Regions from separate parts of the Mus musculus genome. Here region 2 is linked to region 1. The links are chromatin contacts, called in public Hi-C maps. All regions are on one chromosome and are shown on one strand. The core of a region is the stretch at or near the end of the contact, and the rest is flanking DNA. Distances in the headings are between cores, read along the strand shown. Region 1 overlaps Myo1d (myosin ID). Region 2 overlaps Myo1d (myosin ID).

Region 1 (3,192 bases), core at 261-2,760:
CTCACGGGGACCTGGGGCTCACCACAGGCTGGGCTAAGTTGGCTGTCTAGCAAGCCTTAAAATCTAATTATTTCCTCACCTTCCAGTGCTGGGAACATAACTGTGTGCCACCACACCTGGTTTCTTTCTTAAGTTCTTGGGATGGAACTTAGGGCCTCATGCTTGCATAGGAAATATGCCCCAAGCCCCTCAATTCAAGTTGTATATGCTACTGGCCACAGATGAGGTTTCAGTTCTGGGAGGGGTCTCAGTGATTGACTTCTGCTCCATGTTAAATACTTCTCCCTGTACTGTGACGGAGTGTGACCAGGTACCCTGCGTTCGTTCCCCTTTCCTTCTGGTCACACACAACAAGAATGCTAGAATTTGAGGTCTTTCTCTTATGCCTTTACTTTCTAAAGGACCTGTGTCTGAAGCTCTGAACTGAACTCCTGTGATCCATCCCTTTCCTCAGGTTTGAGAAGGGTGAGCTTCGCAGGAGGACTGTGATTCTTTCAACTCAGAGAACAGCAAGGCAGCCCTCCTAGAACAGATTTTGTCTAGACTCCCTCTTCTTGGTACACTGCCACAGGGCTCCTAATCCCACACAGAGCACCTGGTCCCTTCCCATGCTGCACTGGACGGGAGGCCCCCTCCCCCTACACACACACACACACACACACACACACACACACACACACACACAGACACTGGGATGAGCCACTCCAAGCTCTCAACAGTAGCTCATCTACTCTGGCTTTCCTTTGGAATTCGGTGATGAACTCATTAAATCACAAACTTGTTGTGACAGGAAGTCATTCAGATGCTGATGCCATTGCCATGGAAACCATTCCTCTGCTCCAAGCTCTGTCTGCCTCTGCCAAGGAGCACTCCAGCTCCATAATTACTGTCACCCCCGAATAGCACAGAGCCATCAAGGAGTGAGCGGGGCCCAGAAGCAGGGGCACATGCAGTCTGCTCTGCTTTCAGATGATGAATCCTTGTTGGTTTTAGTATTTTTAGCACACATTTTTGTTCTGTAGCAGTTGTCTTTTAAATTCCTGCATGCTGGCTCCTTCCCAGAACCTTCTGAGTTTCAGACAAAGGAGCTTTGGGTGGGGGTTGTGGTGGGGTGCACACAGCTTGGGGATAATCATTTAAGAGTACCCACTGCTTTCCTAAATCTTTATGCTCCTACATATGGAAAATGTGTTCACATGCCCATAGGACAGCCCCCAGGAAGGCATTTCAACTCGGCCAGTTCACATCCTGCAATGCCACTGTCATACAGACAGACAGGGTCAAAGGCTTATTTAGACCAGAGACCAGAAAGCTGAGGGCAGCTGGCTATGTGTCTGTGTAGGTTTGCTGGAGGTTTTCCGATCTGCTCCATTGCTGAAGACTGACCACACTGTGGAAAAAGGAGCATTTGTCTTGCTCGACACGGTGAGCAGCTTTCCCTTGTGTATTTCCAGCACGCTCTATACAGTGGAACATCAAACATATCAGTCACCAAGTACCTGACAGAGATGGCACGAGGCAGTTCACATTGTTTCCCGATTTAGGTTAATCTCTGTGGAGGCAGGTATTTTTATCCCAATTTTACAGATAAGAAATGTGACATTCAAAGTGATCAGGGGAACAGAATAAATGCCATGCTTCCCCATCCTGCCTTGCTGTTAACATATCATGTGGGCTGTGTCCTCACGCTGAAAGGTGACTTCTGTGAAGTCAGGAGCCCGTGGTTCTTAGAAACACAGATAAGCAGACTGGGAAAGGTCCTTCATCATTACCATGATCCACCAACCACCACTTCCACACATTCCAAGAGACTGTCAGGTTTTGGGGTGTAGACCTCTAGGCGTGGCATTCTGGGTTAGGACAGGCTAGGTTACTACTCTGTGGATTGCTCCTACCATGGACAGAGTTTCTACAAAGCCCCCAACCTGCTTTTGTGGGCTTATGGTCCGAAAACTCTATGGCTATTGAAAATTTATCCTAGAAGTATGTGGCCAGCTGAGTGCACTGGTCCACGCCTTCAAACCTTGCACAGGGAGGTGGAGGAGAAGGCATTCAGAGCCAGCCTGGGCCATACAAGGGCCTGCCTCACACAAAACAAAATGACGACGAGAGCATGTGTGTGTTGCAGAGGGCAGGCTGCAATAGGAGCTCTTCATTGCCTTGACCTCTACCTGCTGCATGTATGACTTCAGAGAGTCTCCGCTGTCTGACTGTCTGTGTATAACATTAACTGCATGGCTTAAAAAGTAATTATACGCTTTAGCCTTTAAAGGGAGGCAGCTTGTTCTTTGGTGTTGAGGTTTGTCAATGACCTGTATGGATGTTACATCTCTTCAATACAGGCACGCCCTTCCCTTTGGTGTCACATGAAGGCCACGTTAGCTGATTTCATACGTTAGATTCGTGCGGGACCGTGAAGAGGGACATGAACACCATGTGAGAGAGAATGTCCCTGAAAGGCACACTACTCTGGAATTGTGTCCAACCCAGGCGCTAAGAACTCTTTAATAGAAATGAAGTAATACAGACTGTAGGATCAATAGTATGTTAGGGGAAATCTAGTTTATGATGAATATTATGAAATAAATGATTTTTCTATATTAAACAGTGATTCCTTTCTTAAGCAATATGTTATATTAATTTTTTAATACTACAGTGTTCTAGTTTTGTTGTGTGTATTTGCTGTCTCAGAAAGATTAAAACAAAATTTCTGTAGTGAATCATGAGGATTAGAAAGGCCTCTAGCAACACTGTTGAAAAGATGCAAATCATAAGCCAATACCCAATGTTCATACCCTGTAATTTGTTTTTTAGGTTTAAAAATGTTTTTATACCTTTCCTATTTATAAAACTTTAGGAAATTGCCTATTATTTGAGGAACAGAGAAAAGTGAAGAAGTTTCAAAATAGTTTTTTGTTTGGTTGTTTTGATTTTTGGTTTTTGAGACAGGGTTTCTCTATGTAGCCCTGGCTGTCCTGGAACTTCCTCTGCCCGCCAGTCTGGCCTCAAACTCAGAGATCTACCTGCCTCTGCCTCCTGAGAGCTGGGATCAAAGGCATGCGCCACTGCCACCTGGCTAAAAACAATCTCTTTATTCAATCTGCTGTCATTTCTTAATATTACCTATGTAATATTATCTGACTCTAGAATTCCAAGCTACCTCTATTGTTGTTATAGAGAAAACGTCTTCTT
Region 2 (3,192 bases), core at 293-2,792, 84 kb after region 1:
AGAGCTGCCTTGGTCCTCTTGTACCGCATGCGGGCCAGGGTGCCACGCCACACCTTCGTGAGAGAGAAAGGAAACTGAAAACATTGCTGGCTGACTAAGTAGTAGTGACTTTGGCATTTCAGATGGTTCCTCGGCTTAACAAGCTCAGCTGGTAACCTGATTGCAGTGAAAATCAATGCAGGGGTGGTGGGTGGTGGCGTGTGCCAGAGGCACATAGATCTCTGAGTTCAAGGCCAGCCTGGTCTAAAGAGTGAGTTCTAGGACAGCCAGAACTACACAGAGAAAACGGGTCTCAAACAAACTAACATACACTAAAACCACCACCACCAAAAAGAGACAAAGCCTGTCTATTCCATCTGCTGCCAATAGATGGCGTGAGGAATCATGGTCGTTCCCCCTCACCCCCACTCCCCAGCCAATCATAATTTTATAGAGAAGTGTGTGTGGTATTTAAAGCAGTTTTGTTTTAACTTTATTATCACAAAATGAAGGAAACCAAAATGCAAGTATCTGTAGATGGATAAATATTTTAGGAAAGCTGAAGTCAAGTAAGATGAGTCAGAGCCAAATGCCGTAAGCATCTACAGTGCTTCAGAAATGCAGCTTCACACAGATAGCACACCGGCGCTAAGTGGATTTACACAAAGCCTACGCTCCAGCTTTTCCTAGGCACGATACAGTCGTGAGAACTTAGTATATTCACCCCTGGGGAGAGGGCCGAAGAGACCATCAGGATCACATTAAGTTTCCCTGGGCTTCAGCACTTGATAATCAGACAATATACAAACACCAAATCTGTCCAAGCATCACATCAGAGATACTTAGATCTTTTCAAGCTCCTGTATCCAGGTACTCCTAGTTTACAATCTTTTGAGAAAGCCGAATTTAATGTAATCTTTGACTGATCAAGGGCCCTTCTCTGACTCTTTCTCTCAATCACTGAATTTGTTTTCTTTCCTACTGTTTCCAGTATGTGCCCCTTTCTGTTCTTTTCTGCCACAGAGGCTCTGTGACCTCAGATGACTAACCATACTCTCTTTGCCGAATGCTACCCCCAGATCCCTTGCTAGTCACCGCTGTGCCTTAATCACCCAGTCCTATCCTTCGGTGGCTTGTGTCATTTCCCTCTGGTTTCAACCGCGAATTCAAAGCTCACAGTACGGCTTCTCCAGCCTCCCCCAGGGTTCCTGTAATTCCTCTTGAATCCCCATCTGTGCCCCTGAATTCTCCCGAGACACACTTGCACCAGCTCCTCCATTTAGCTGTTGTGAGGCTGTCTTCCTGCGGCTGAGTGCTCACTGTGTGCTGGCACGTTCTCCCTCCACAGCCTGTGGCACGGCGTGAGCAAGCGCACAGATTTGTATGCAGACCACATGGGAGGAGGTTATCAAGGGAGCCCGATGGGGCAAGAAAACCCGCAATACATAGGGAAACGTGGTGTGTGAGCAACGTGTGTGATGGCAATCTGGGGTTCACGTATCACCAGTACTGGAAGACAATGAGGCAATGAAAACCATCTCGTGCTCTCACGTGGCACGGAACAGAACCCTTTTTAGTCTCAGCGGCTCCTTCCTGTAGCCGAATGTGCTGTGCAGATGGCTGTGCTACGCCCCCACCCGAGTGCTAAAATAAAGGCCCCTTCTTTGGTATCTTGAGAAACCAAAGGGAACACAATTAGAGGGTGGAAGTGTGTGATTCAATTTCTTAGACAAAACACACTTCAAGTTTCCTACTGTTTGGGGCTTTGCTTTTCAGAGGGGGAGAAAATTGAGATTCTCTGGTGCCCACTTTATACAAAGCCAATCTTCTAATTTCCAAGAAGCATTTTGTAAAGCTTTTTATTAAAACAGTTTTGGTTGGAAACGTTGAAAGCATTCCGGAAGTGCTTTTTAAGGACAGGCTTCACTTGTTCCGTTTGTGTAGCTGGCTTATCTAGGTTTTAGATTGTTGAAAAAAATAGCATAAAAAACACTTATCCTAAAAGACAGTAAGTAACCCTTTCCCTGTCACCTGAGCTTACTTTCCCATCCTGCACGCTTGTTCTTCCCAAACTATTTTAGCTGCTTCTTCTAGGACTTAATGTCATATCTGCCGATACTATGCATGTATGTTCTGTTCAAATTTCAAAACCTGGGCATTTACCTGTCTCACCAACACTCATCCTGCCGTCACTTCAACAGCTGTCAAAACAGTTTTCAGTTGTTTATTATGTATACCATATCCACACACATGTGCATTGCATTAGATTATGTATAGCATATAAAATGGGCTTATTGTTGTATAAGGGAGTATGATTATTCTCCCATTACCTTATGTGTTTGCCTTCACTCGTAGTTTAGAACTCCAGGTACAATTTCTAAACCACTCCTCTACCTTCTTAGTATATCAATGTTCGCTTTCACCAAATGTCACAAAGGCCCACCAAGTAACCAGTGACACTTCTCAGAGCGGCAGGCTCAGCCACAGAATCCTGCTGCTGTCTCCCAAGTGCTGGGGTTCCACATGTGAACCACTACATGTCCAGCTAAAAGCATTTTAATTCAGTTCAGATTTAGAGGAGGATCAGAAATTCTTTATAGTGAGTTCAAGGCCAACCTAGCTTACCTAAGGAGACCTTATCTCAAAAATTAAGAAAGAAGCATTTAAATATTTTAAAAATGAGGTCTTGTTTCAAAAATAAAACACAAAAGTTAGGAAGGTCAGCACCAAACATAGGAGAGGTGGGGTTTTTATAGTCCCCAGACTGCAAGGCTCAGGGGTTTCCAAGGAATGTCATGTAGGAACCTGACAGAACATCCCGTGAGAGCAGAGGTCAGGGTATAGGGTATAAAACATGCCGAATTCCGGAAAATGGGTTGAGGCAAGGTGGAACTCAAGTTTTCCAGTAAACATAAATGAACTTATTTTGACCTTGTAACAAAATGGCTACTGACCTTAAGATGGGGTTAGGCTCGTTCACCAGAACAGCAGCCAGAGACTAGAAAAGTGTCCTGGTGAAGTGGTAGGGACAGCATGGAGTGCAGAGCCGCAGGAAAGGGCCAGCAGCCTTTTAGGACAGAGGGAAAGCAGGAGCATCCCACAGGGACAGGGCGCCAGGACAGTACTGAGCACACTACCCAGGGTGCCAGGACAGTACTGAGCACACTACCCAGGGCGCCAGGACAGTACTGAGCAAATCTCCACACAGAAGCA

The links. Hi-C and Micro-C count contacts between places; a contact is called where the count stands out from the background.
Region 2: a Hi-C map of cerebral cortex shows a contact between it and region 1, with 2.5 times the contacts expected there. The contact joins two enhancer-like sites. A contact is called at or near these places in 4 of 484 Hi-C or Micro-C datasets (cerebral cortex, cortical neurons and nephron progenitors) and 5 of 115 datasets of contacts at active chromatin or transcription factors (embryonic basal ganglia, embryonic forebrain, embryonic stem cells and 1 more).

The regions. Positions count from the first base shown.
Region 1 is chr11:80,517,896-80,521,087 of GRCm38.p6, forward strand. All of the region lies in intron 21 of Myo1d (myosin ID), which reads right to left. Among named protein-coding and RNA genes, the nearest start is that of Gm31109, 10 kb to the left of the region's middle. Within about 2 kb of position 1,511, at least 76 of the 459 cell types and tissues checked have an H3K27ac peak or open chromatin away from gene starts, as enhancers often do. A contact at or near this core is called in cerebral cortex, cortical neurons, embryonic forebrain and 1 more, where this site is marked.
Region 2 is chr11:80,601,754-80,604,945 of GRCm38.p6, forward strand. Myo1d (myosin ID) reads right to left here. Exons shown (of 22, transcript NM_177390.3): 17 at 1-53. Among named protein-coding and RNA genes, the nearest start is that of Gm38907, 15 kb to the right of the region's middle. Within about 2 kb of position 1,543, at least 131 of the 459 cell types and tissues checked have an H3K27ac peak or open chromatin away from gene starts, as enhancers often do. A contact at or near this core is called in cerebral cortex, cortical neurons, embryonic forebrain and 1 more, where this site is marked.